Linked DNA regions of Hordeum vulgare: regions 2 and 3 are each linked to region 1. Evidence: chromatin contacts called from public Hi-C data. All regions are on one chromosome and are shown on one strand. Each heading gives the region's core, a stretch centred on a gene start, on an enhancer-like site or on the middle of the called end of the contact. The rest is flanking DNA. Distances are from core to core; before and after follow the strand shown. Region 1 holds the start of LOC123408285. Region 2 holds the start of LOC123427556 (IQ domain-containing protein IQM1-like). Region 3 holds the start of LOC123427513 (60S ribosomal protein L11-like).

Region 1 (3,695 bases), core at 586-3,085:
ATCTCTAAACTGGATAAAAAACCTATCTAAAAAGCCGAAAACCAAAACCCGTACAGAAAAAAAATAAAAAAACGAAATTTGAAGGAAATGCTGAGAGTGTGACATGTGGCGGCGACCAAAAATGCGCAAGTGACGACGCGTGAGAGTGATCGCTGAAAGGGTCTCGAAGAAGTGCACGCTAACTAGTTGCTCTTCAATTTGTGTAAAAATTAAGCTAGTTAGCCTTTTTCTTTTTTTTCCGCGCTGGTCCATTGTAGTAGCCAACGATTGTGACATTAACTTTTTAAAAAAACGATGATGTCATCTGTTTTGACGTGGCAAAATAAATGATAATGAAGGTATGTGGCCCGTATGTGTTTCGGAAAAGGCCAACGATCCAGTACTTGTGTTTCGTCTCGCCGCAACTCGCAAATACTTATATTAGCCAGTAAGAACACGCCAAGACGCCTACCAATCTATATGCACCCATTCCACAGCCGATCAACAAGATGGAGTTGAATGGACTCGACATGTCCAAAATTTCCTACCCATTCCAAATTCAGGACCACCGGCAGTCACATCCGCGGCACGCGCAGCTTGGCCACCATATCGACGGACAAGAGCACCAACCAGCCTCCGCCGCCGCGCCAGTTTCCGCCACCGATGCCTCCGTCTCCTCCAACGCGGGCGGAAGACTGCAATTGAAGCCAACATTCGCAGGTCAGGACGACGAGGGACACAGAAAGACCGCGCACGTAATGCAAACCATGTGAGGTAATGCATGCCGAGAAGACGGGCGTGTACCTGCGCGTGCCGGCGACGCCATCGGCGGTGGCGAACCTGACGGACTTCTTGTTCATGCTTGTGCCACTGCCGCACCCCGCGCAGTCATCCCTCACGCACAAACTCCCGCCGGAGTTTCCTGTCGACATCTCTGGCACGGCCGGCAGCCTCGCGGCGGATGAGAGGCGGTGGAACACCCCAGAGGCGTCGTAGTAGAGGTCGCCGACACCGTAAAGCGGGCCGATCTCGCCGGAGTTTTCCAGCTGGATGCTGAAAAGCGAGTCGTTCGAGGTGGCGCTCCATTGGGCGGGGCACGTGGACTGCGTGCGGAACATCGATGAAGGGAGCCTCTTCGTGTCGTACCCAGCGGGCTGCCCCTGCACCATCATCGTCTGGACTGCCGGCGGCAGCGTTGCTGGCATTGACTCGGCGCAAGAGGAAGAACGGTCGTGGTCCGCCGCCGCCTCGACCTGGTACAAGCTCGCGTAGGAGGACGTGGAGGACAAGGAGGACTGCCGGTCAAGGTCGGGCAGGGGAATGCTCTCGAACGAGGAACTGCTGGATAGAGGTGGGGACGACGACGAAGCGGACGACGACCGCAGCGATTCGGCCGGCGTCCAGAAGGAGTCGGAGTGGGAAAGCTTGCGGTCGTGAGTGGCCTCGACGCTGCCGGGGCTGCAGGAGTATGAGGGCAGCCTCATCGGTGCGGGTGCGGGTGCGGGTGCGCGCGCAGAACCGCCGTCCTGGTCCATGACCGCCATGGCTGCGTCACGCGAGGTCGTGATCCTGACTCGCGATGATTAATCGGCTCGTGGAGTCCGTTCTGGATTAACGATGCAGAAGGCGGCGTCGCGACGCCGCAGATCTACACGTACGAGAGAGAAGCAAATCAAATCTCCTCATTTGGAAGGGAGAACAGAAGAAATCAAATCGAAATTGAGAGAACAAATCTCCACACATCCTACCTGCTGTGAAGAGCTAAATGGGCACATATGGGATTGATTGGTCGGAACTCGGCGGTGAGAGGCCGCCAAGGAAAATTCAAGAAATGGAGCTCCGACAAGAGACAACAATAGCCGGCCTCGCTTTTATATGCATGGGAGTTGGGATGGATCAACGGGGAAGAGGACAGACCGTCTATCGCAGGGAAATTTAGGTGCTGCCGTTGGCTGGGAGGCCAACCTACTTTTGGCATGGAAAAAGTGACGTAACAAAACTTGCGATCGACATATATATTCCGGGCATACTCACATATGGGTTTCTCCCGAATAAGATGGTTTTTGTGGTCTACTCTATTTGGAAATCCGGGAATGACGAGTTGTTTCAGAGAAAGGAAAACTCAGCCCTGTTGGTTTTCTGTGCAGCGAAAGCTATTACTAATTGTTTATCAAAGAAAATGAGGATGCATGACCAATTTTTTTTTAATCAAGAGCTTTATATAGATCACCCAGAAGGATTACAATCCTTCATTACACAATCCGTAAGGAAGGATGAAAATAGTTTATCCAAAGACAAACATCTTCTAGAGGTACTACAAAGTTTAGCGCACACATGTACAAGTTCATTTCCTTCTCACAACAGCTCCAAACGCGTGACCGAAACAGACGTGTGCTTTGTCCGTCTTTTATCCGTTTGGATTGACGTGTACGTCCTCTTTTTTAAATGGATCGGCCGCGCGTTTAACGGACGGGTCCAATAAGAGAATTCGAGATTAGGGGGTCCTTGGGCTGTTTATCTATTTTTATGGGACGGACTCATGGGTCGCCCTATAATTGTCATGACTTGGTATATGCTCCAAGGCAAGATGGTAATGATCATGTTTTTTCCTTGGTGTAACCGGTATTGTGTAATCCTATTATCCCTGGTATCTATATAAACGAGATGGCCTTAGCTCATAGGACATGTTAATATCATTACTCATAGGGTTTTAGACCACAATATACGATCTCGAGGTAGATCAACTCTATACTCGATACTCCATCATCAATATAAACAAGAGCAGGTTTTACCTCCATCAAGAGGGCCCAACTATACACCACATTTCGGCTCCACCTACTTCACAAATCGTCCCACCTAGAGTACGGGGGACGAGGCAGTAAACTTCCTAGATAGAAATGGGCTTCACAGCCCACAAACATCTCGCAAAGGGCAACGAAGCCCGAGATATGAAGTATGGATGCACGGGTAAGGTAGTGGAGTTGAATCCCGTAAAATTCTTATAAACCCCTTAAAAAGGGTGAATGGGAAAACCCAAGCGTTGTACGAGGAAGAGAACGAAACATACCCTCTCTTCCTTGCGGGGAGTAGGGAATTTCTCCGCGAAGGCTTCACCGTTTGCGGAAGTCAATCAAGAATGGGAAGGTGCCAGATCTGAGGAAGGAAGATATCCCTGCACCTCTAGGTCACGCAAACAAAGACAAGATACACAACAACTTGCCCGGTCGCCTAGAAGAGAGTCATGAGGGCGTGAGGAGGAGCTTGGAGTGCTCGCCATGTCTCTGTGCTTTCCGATGTTCTTCTCGCCGTTTGGGGAAACAAGGTGTGTTGCTTGAAGCACACTTGGCTTGTTTAATAAGTGGTTTTCCCACTCATGCATGAAGGGACTTTTTGAAAAGATTATTGAAACCGCCTACCTCCTATTGGTGCACAGGAATCAAGGGGTGCCATAAACCCTGCCGCGGAATGGTCAATTTTGTGGGCCATGCAACGCTTCAACAATCGAGAATAGACCGCAAGCCGAACTGGAGTCTGTCGAACATAGGGAAGAGGGGAACTCGCCCCGCAAGTCGAAGACTTTGGACGTGTGAAGATGCTAGATCAAAACCGCGGCATTGGAGACCAGTTCGGGGGCTACCGAGGGAGTCCGGGACTAAGGGGTCCTTGGGCTGCTTACCTATTTGTATGGGCCGGAGTCATGGGTTGTCATATAATTG
Region 2 (3,469 bases), core at 319-2,818, 440 kb before region 1:
ATGGTATCTTTCATCCAAGGGGAAAAAGGTTTTGAAACATGTAACCGGTATTTTTTGTGTTAAATTATCATACTGCCACATGCTTTAACCTTCTCGTACTGTAGTTATCAATCTTATCATGGTATAGTTATTATGTTACTCATACTATATTTATCACGTTCGTCATGCCAAAGTTATCAAGCCAATCTTTATTATTTTTTCTGATATGAAAGAAATAAAAAAAAGGTTCAAATAACATTGCTTATCTACAATAGATATCAAAAGGTGGCTTAGTTGGTTATTAGGTTCAATAATTATTGCATGTTATGCAGCGAAAAACCAGAAAAATCCACTAGCGATTCACTACGGTTTTTGAGAGAAGGAAAAAAATCAGTGCAAGCGAGCATGGGATGAGAGCAATCATGTAGGAACGAGTTGTGCGGATTTGTCCCTAACTTCCGGTCGACTGGAAGTTAGCCAATAATAAAATATGAAAATTCATTTCATGATGAATCTAAGAATCCAATTTGATATTATGGATACTGAGATATTTCAACAAAAATGTAAGCAAATTTAAAGAGGTTCGACTTTTCAAAAAATCAATACACCTTACATTTTAAAATAGATTGAGTACAAAAATTATAGGAATCCAAAAAACATCAACATCGCAGCAAAGTGCGTCCAACCCTTTTAGAAATTCATTATTCACAAACTGGACCGAAGCCATCTTAATGTTTAATATATCCCTTTTTCGTTGGACATGTAAGCATAAGTAAGCATAAGGATCCTAATTTATATCCAGCGGTTAATACATGGGCCTTTTCCATAAGAAAGCCTAACACATTTATAAACAGGCATCCCTATTTTCATATACATACAATCTTCTCATGACATGGGTTACAAGCTAAGTTGTCAAGGTTCCGTAGGGCTAAGAAGACCTATGAATGCTTGAAGGATGATCGTGCCATAGAATGTGTCATTTTTGTCAAGGTATAAGTTTCACATTTTGTTAAAATATCCTACAAAACTACATGTAAAATATACAAATAAGAATTTACCTTTAGAAACACAAATGAAAAAAAACGAAACTACTCTGCACATGACAGTGCACGTACGAAATTTGTACGATGCGTACTATGAATGGTGCTGATTTACAAAATGATGCGACCGAATCGATGATTTGATCCATCCTTCAAAAATCCGAAGGAAAGCTATCTTACCTAGTACTATAGCACTGCTCATAAGAAACATAGTTTGGACAACGTAGGGCCTTCAGGAAGGAAGACATAACGCCCCCCTCCCCCCAACCACACACAGACGACCAAGACCAACCCAATAAAAAGGATGACCGCTCAGGACCTGTCTGGAGAAGAGACGTATGGCAGGGTGTAAACTGAAAGAACGTCCAGCGAGTTGAAAGCCAGCAGCCTCTTGTGCATACTTCAGCAGTGACCGAAGTCTTAGCTTGCTTGGGCAACAAAATTGCCCAGCCATGAACCCTCGAATACAAAACTGACGTCTCTGGGGCCAGTCCAAGGTTTCGGTACATATATATAAGAGGGAGCGTAAGCTCCCCTGAGGTACGGTGCACATCGACATTCGACGGATTACCACATATAAGATTTCTCTCCCACCCCTCGACGCCTTCCGCGATTCCTGTCGCCTCCGGGGAAGACTCCAGTTCTTGGGTTGCTGCGCCGAGACCACAGGTGAGGATCATGGAGTTCTTGCTTTGATTGCTTAGAAGTTGACCCGGTCCTCTTCTTGGTTCGTGTTCTTGCTGGGGACTGGAATCGGTCCAACATGAGGTTCCGTGGCAGGATTATTTATTTTGACTGTGAGTTCTATAGGTGTTTTGCCACTTGAAGTCTAGTTGGTTTTGTTCTAAAGATGGATTCAAGAGCTCAAGTATTGGTCTCAGTTCGTTTAGGTCACGAATGCACTTATGAACTCATCTTGTTGTTGCTGTGGAGATCCTGAAAGTCTGGGGTCATTTCAGCCGGCTGGTAGCTGGTTGTTGTTAGTGCTTTATTCTTGTCTGACCGTTGACCATGTCACAAGAGCAGATTTGTTCTTTTCAGTTCTCTTCCAAGTTGCTCAAAATCACCGTTTCACATGAAACTAATTCAGATTCTCCCAATTTTTGAGGAGAAGGTTCAGTTTATTGGATTGTACCGTCGCGCGCGGTCTGAAGTTGTTGGCACGGAGATCTCCAGTCCGAGGACACACAAAACCGACATGGTGAACAAAATCCCCTCTCCTCGGGATGAACGGAACAAGAAACATCTCTTCTCCAAGGCCACACTGGTGCGCTCTGTGAGCTTCAAACAGTGGCAAGGAGGAGAGAAATCCACAGGTTCAGTTCAGAATAAGAGCAAACAGAGCCTGATAAATGGCATCCAAGACCGACGCAACTCTGACGCATCGAGCCCCAATGTATCGTCCAGCCCCAAATGTGAGCTTGATGCTGCAGCCGTCAAACTTCAAAAGGTTTACAAGAGTTACCGGACCAGGCGAAACCTCGCCGACTGCGCAGTCGTCGTAGAGGAGCTATGGTATGTATCAGTTTCTTCGGTCCTTGACCTTGAGCACTGGGACAGCTAGTTAACATTCAGAAAGTTATAGAAGTTTTGATTCTTATCGCAGGTGGAAAGCACTGGACTTTGCATCACTGAAGCACAGCTCGATATCGTTCTTCAACGGCGGAAAGCCCGAAACGGCGGCGTCGCGGTGGGCGAGGGCAAGGACAAGAGCCGCTAAGGTGACTAACATTCATTGATTCATCAAACCGTCTACCTGGTGCCTTGTATTTTGATCAAACTTGCAGTTGAATGACGCGATCTTTTTCGTTGGTTTAGGTTGGCAAGGGGTTATCTAAGAATGGGAAGGCTCAGAAGCTGGCATTGCAGCACTGGCTCGAAGCTGTAAGTCACATGCTACTTAAACTCTAGCACTAAACTAAGATCAGTAGGTAGTGTCCTACTGTCCACTGAGATTGTTGCAGATTGTTTATTACTACTAATGTTGCCATTTTATGCCTTCGGACAGATTGACCCAAGGCATCGATATGGGCACAATTTGCATATCTATTATGATGTCTGGTCCAGGAGTGAGAGTACGGAGCCCTTTTTCTATTGGTAAGTAAGCTGAGCTTAATATACAGTACCTACTGTCTAGGCTTTAAATTCGCGCAAATTTGGGAACCTAGTACTAGAACAATATAATATGCTAACTGTTTAACATGGTCAACAGGTTAGACATTGGGGAGGGCAAAGAAATAAATCTTGAGAATTGCCCTAGGACTAAACTTCAGGGGCAGTGCGTCAAGTACCTTGGACCAGTACGTACCGCATCAATCTAAGTGATATCAAGAGATACTGTAATTCACAATGTTGAATAATTGAGAATACCATCTGATCCTCTTTTTCTCACCTTCTCAATAACAGCAAGAGAGGCAACACTATGAAGTCGCTATTGAGGGTGGCAAACT
Region 3 (3,199 bases), core at 365-2,864, 460 kb after region 1:
TTCTTTTTAATGTCACACCATGCACGTGAAGGGGTGTTGCATTTAGAGTTTTAGACCACTTTAAGTCATGGTACCTCAACATTTTTATTGAAGATCATCCCCCAACATGATTTACTCCACCATTCTTTAAATATTACATATATTGAAGTTTAACCTAAATCCTTGTGTGCTATGAAAATCATTCAAAGAAACACATTTGTGAAGGATATCCTTGCAGCTCACGTAGCTGCAAATGTTCCGAATACATAAAGTAAAGTTTACCTCATTATTATTTTTATATAAAGTCTCGTTGCAACGCTCGGGCATTTGCCTAGTGTGCTTCAACAAGTATGCTACACTAGCTATCTTTGTGTTTCATCTTGTTGTCCTTCTCCTTCATGCTCTTCCTCATGCCCCCTCTAATTTGTGAAAATCATTACAGAACGACCCATACATCGCAACACATGCAGTCATATAGTTATGACTATCATGTATGCACCTTGAATATTATATGTGTATATACATTAATTTAAAGCATGTAAATTAATAAACTACCAACACTCATATTGTCAGTTACCGCAATATGACATGATCTCATATGGAATGACATATTTCCTGCTTGCCTCAACTTGACCATGTTTACAACCCTAGCATGACCCTAGACACGCATCTTTGTTGCTTAGCACCTAAGCGTGCATAAAACTGCCTTTTATCACAGAGATCTTAATAAGAAGAACTTGCAAGAGGATGTCGTGAGGGAACTTTGACTTTCTTGCAATGTTAATTTGGTGGAGCCTCTAGGAACAACAAAATGCCCTAGTTTCACTAACACACAACTGCAAATAATGAGTGTACGTTGGTGAATCAAGTTCTTGATGAGTACAGACTATCGAAAAACACTTGAGTGAAGGAGATCAAAGCTACTATGAGTGGTCACCAGTGATTGTATAACATCGAGTTTTAGCCCTATCGTATCACTCGCAATACAATTTAATTCTCTTATAAAAATGATACGTTTATGATGTATTTTTTTTGATATTTTAGCTAGAAGGTACATACCGGACATGACATGGAGGAAAGTCGAAATTCAATCTAGACTTCTATGGAAAGCTAGGGTCTGTTAAACCCCTTATCGGTTAACTTCTTTGTCAACCCAATCAAACCCGGAGAGAAAGCAAAACCGATAACAAAACTCAAGAAGTTGACTCTGTCCGACACACATAAGACGATTATCGTAGACCATGGCCTATAAAAATAGTGAAAAGATTGTTGCCCAAAGGGATAAAGTTGCATTTTTGTAGAGGTCCGACATTGTATTTGGAGTAAAACTCTCATGTTCTAGATTTATCTTTTGAAGAGAAACATTGCTCTAAGTTTTTTTTTTTGTAAGAAACTCTAAAATGTATTTTTTTCAGGGGCCTCTAGAATGTAGATTGGTTGGATTGAATATGGCCGGGAGTCCGGTCCAGCTAGCCATCCGGCTGGGCCGGAGAACCTCAACAGCCCAGCTAGTAAGAAAGCACAAGCCGAGCTGAATATCCTAGCCGTCCATCCATTGATCGGACCACTCCAAGCCCCCCACGCCATTCCGCGAAATCGTCGCTCGGCAACCTCCAGCGCCCCCCCTATATAAGACCCGGGAGATTTCTAGGGTTTCCGCCGCCGCAGCCACACCCAGAACCAAAACCCTCCCATCGTCCGCTTCCTCTCCACCGGCGGCCTCCCCGGTCAGATCATCATGGTGAGCTCTCCTACTCCTGCCGCGATGCCAACGCTCGCCATTTCTTGCGTGTCCCTTTGTTCTTACGCGTTTGTCCCTCGCAGTCGACTGAAAAGAAACAGTTGAACACCATGCGGGAGATCAAGGTGCAGAAGCTCGTCCTCAACATCTCCGTCGGCGAGAGCGGCGATCGCCTCACTCGCGCTGCCAAGGTATCATAGATCCCCGACCCATCAATCCCGTCACGCAACACGGTCTCCTCGACAAAAGAACAATTAAAATCCTTCGCTGTATCTGATATTGTTTCAGTGCGTATGGTCATAGATCTACAATTTCGCAATCCACTCCAAATGAAATTTATCCCGAAGTGCTCTACGTTGTTCATCTTATGTGTGCTTGCACATTTTTTTTTGAGACGCGAGTCTAATTTATACGAATTTACTCATCAGGTGTTGGAGCAGCTGAGCGGGCAGTCGCCAGTTTTCTCCAAGGGTAAGATATTGTCCACGATCTAAAGTTTGCTCGACAATTCTTGTCTGGTTTCAACACCCAGGGGTGCTTATGGTCATGGCGGTTTTATCTTTGCAGCGAGGTACACTGTCAGGTCTTTCGGCATTCGTCGTAATGAGAAGATTGCCTGCTATGTGACAATCAGGGGTGAGAAGGCAATGCAGCTTCTCGAGAGTGGGCTGAAGGTGAAGGAGTACGAGCTCCTGAGGAGGAACTTCAGTGACACTGGTTGCTTTGGGTTTGGTATTCAGGAGCACATTGATCTTGGCATGAAGTAAGATAATCTTCCTGTACTTAGTTCTGGCTGCATTTTATATATGCGAATTATATAGGTAGGACTATAATTTTGGTTCACTTATATCACTTTATTGTAAGCTGTGATATTTTCAACATAAAGTTTCTTGTCTGATGTATTCTTCTATTAAAAATCGTTGTGGAGTTATCACAGGGGTTTCCTTATGTGCATGTTGTAGTAATCTTAACGGAAAATGGTTAACTTTTATCATCAGAAGGATTTTGCCATGCACATGCTTGTAAAGTTTGAAATGCATAATCATGATAAATACTTTTAGTATGTTTTTCTATTGCTGCACTTTATATTTGTTTGTTCTTGGAAGTTCCTTGAGTAGGTGTTGCTCCAGTCTGAAATTATTTTGCTGTGATGGATCCAGTTGTTCCCAATGTGTTTCTGAGTTGAAAATTTCCATAAAAAACTCTCATCTGTTTAATGATTGCACCTTTTAAGCAGAGAATCCAATTGTTTAATGATTGTTCTTATTTTACCAATTAGTGTACCTCCTTAAGTTTTACACTGTTGGAGTTCCTCCCTTTGTACATGCTAGTGTTTGTTGCTGCAATTGATATTTTGTGCTTTAGTTCAAAAAGGTCTGATATCATTTCTCTTTCCCAAGTAAAGAATCAATAATGCCTTGTTGGTACTATCAGTTATACCTGTATGTTGTCCATTAAGTTTGATCAGTTGACATACTT

The links. Hi-C and Micro-C count contacts between places; a contact is called where the count stands out from the background.
Region 2: a Hi-C map of leaf shows a contact between it and region 1, with 3 times the contacts expected there. The contact joins the promoter of LOC123427556 here to the promoter of LOC123408285 in region 1. A contact is called at or near these places in 3 of 6 Hi-C or Micro-C datasets (leaf and seedling).
Region 3: a Hi-C map of seedling shows a contact between it and region 1, with 7 times the contacts expected there. The contact joins the promoter of LOC123427513 here to the promoter of LOC123408285 in region 1. A contact is called at or near these places in 3 of 6 Hi-C or Micro-C datasets (leaf and seedling) and 1 of 1 datasets of contacts at active chromatin or transcription factors (embryo).

Annotation. Positions count from the first base shown.
Region 1 is chr1H:150,962,479-150,966,173 of MorexV3_pseudomolecules_assembly, reverse strand. It overlaps LOC123408285, which reads right to left and starts at 1,835. Exons shown (of 3, transcript XM_045101428.1): 1 at 1,728-1,835; 2 at 784-1,627; 3 at 394-674. The coding sequence starts at 1,523. The coding sequence ends at 539.
Region 2 is chr1H:151,400,997-151,404,465 of MorexV3_pseudomolecules_assembly, reverse strand. LOC123427556 (IQ domain-containing protein IQM1-like) reads left to right here and starts at 1,568. Exons shown (of 10, transcript XM_045111638.1): 1 at 1,568-1,688; 2 at 2,134-2,534; 3 at 2,626-2,740; 4 at 2,838-2,903; 5 at 3,028-3,116; 6 at 3,232-3,319; 7 at 3,426-3,469. The coding sequence starts at 2,218. The region is part of intron 17 of LOC123427522 (diacylglycerol O-acyltransferase 1-1-like); the gene reads right to left.
Region 3 is chr1H:150,502,994-150,506,192 of MorexV3_pseudomolecules_assembly, reverse strand. It overlaps LOC123427513 (60S ribosomal protein L11-like), which reads left to right and starts at 1,614. Exons shown (of 5, transcript XM_045111585.1): 1 at 1,614-1,720; 2 at 1,804-1,911; 3 at 2,149-2,191; 4 at 2,288-2,483. The coding sequence starts at 1,718.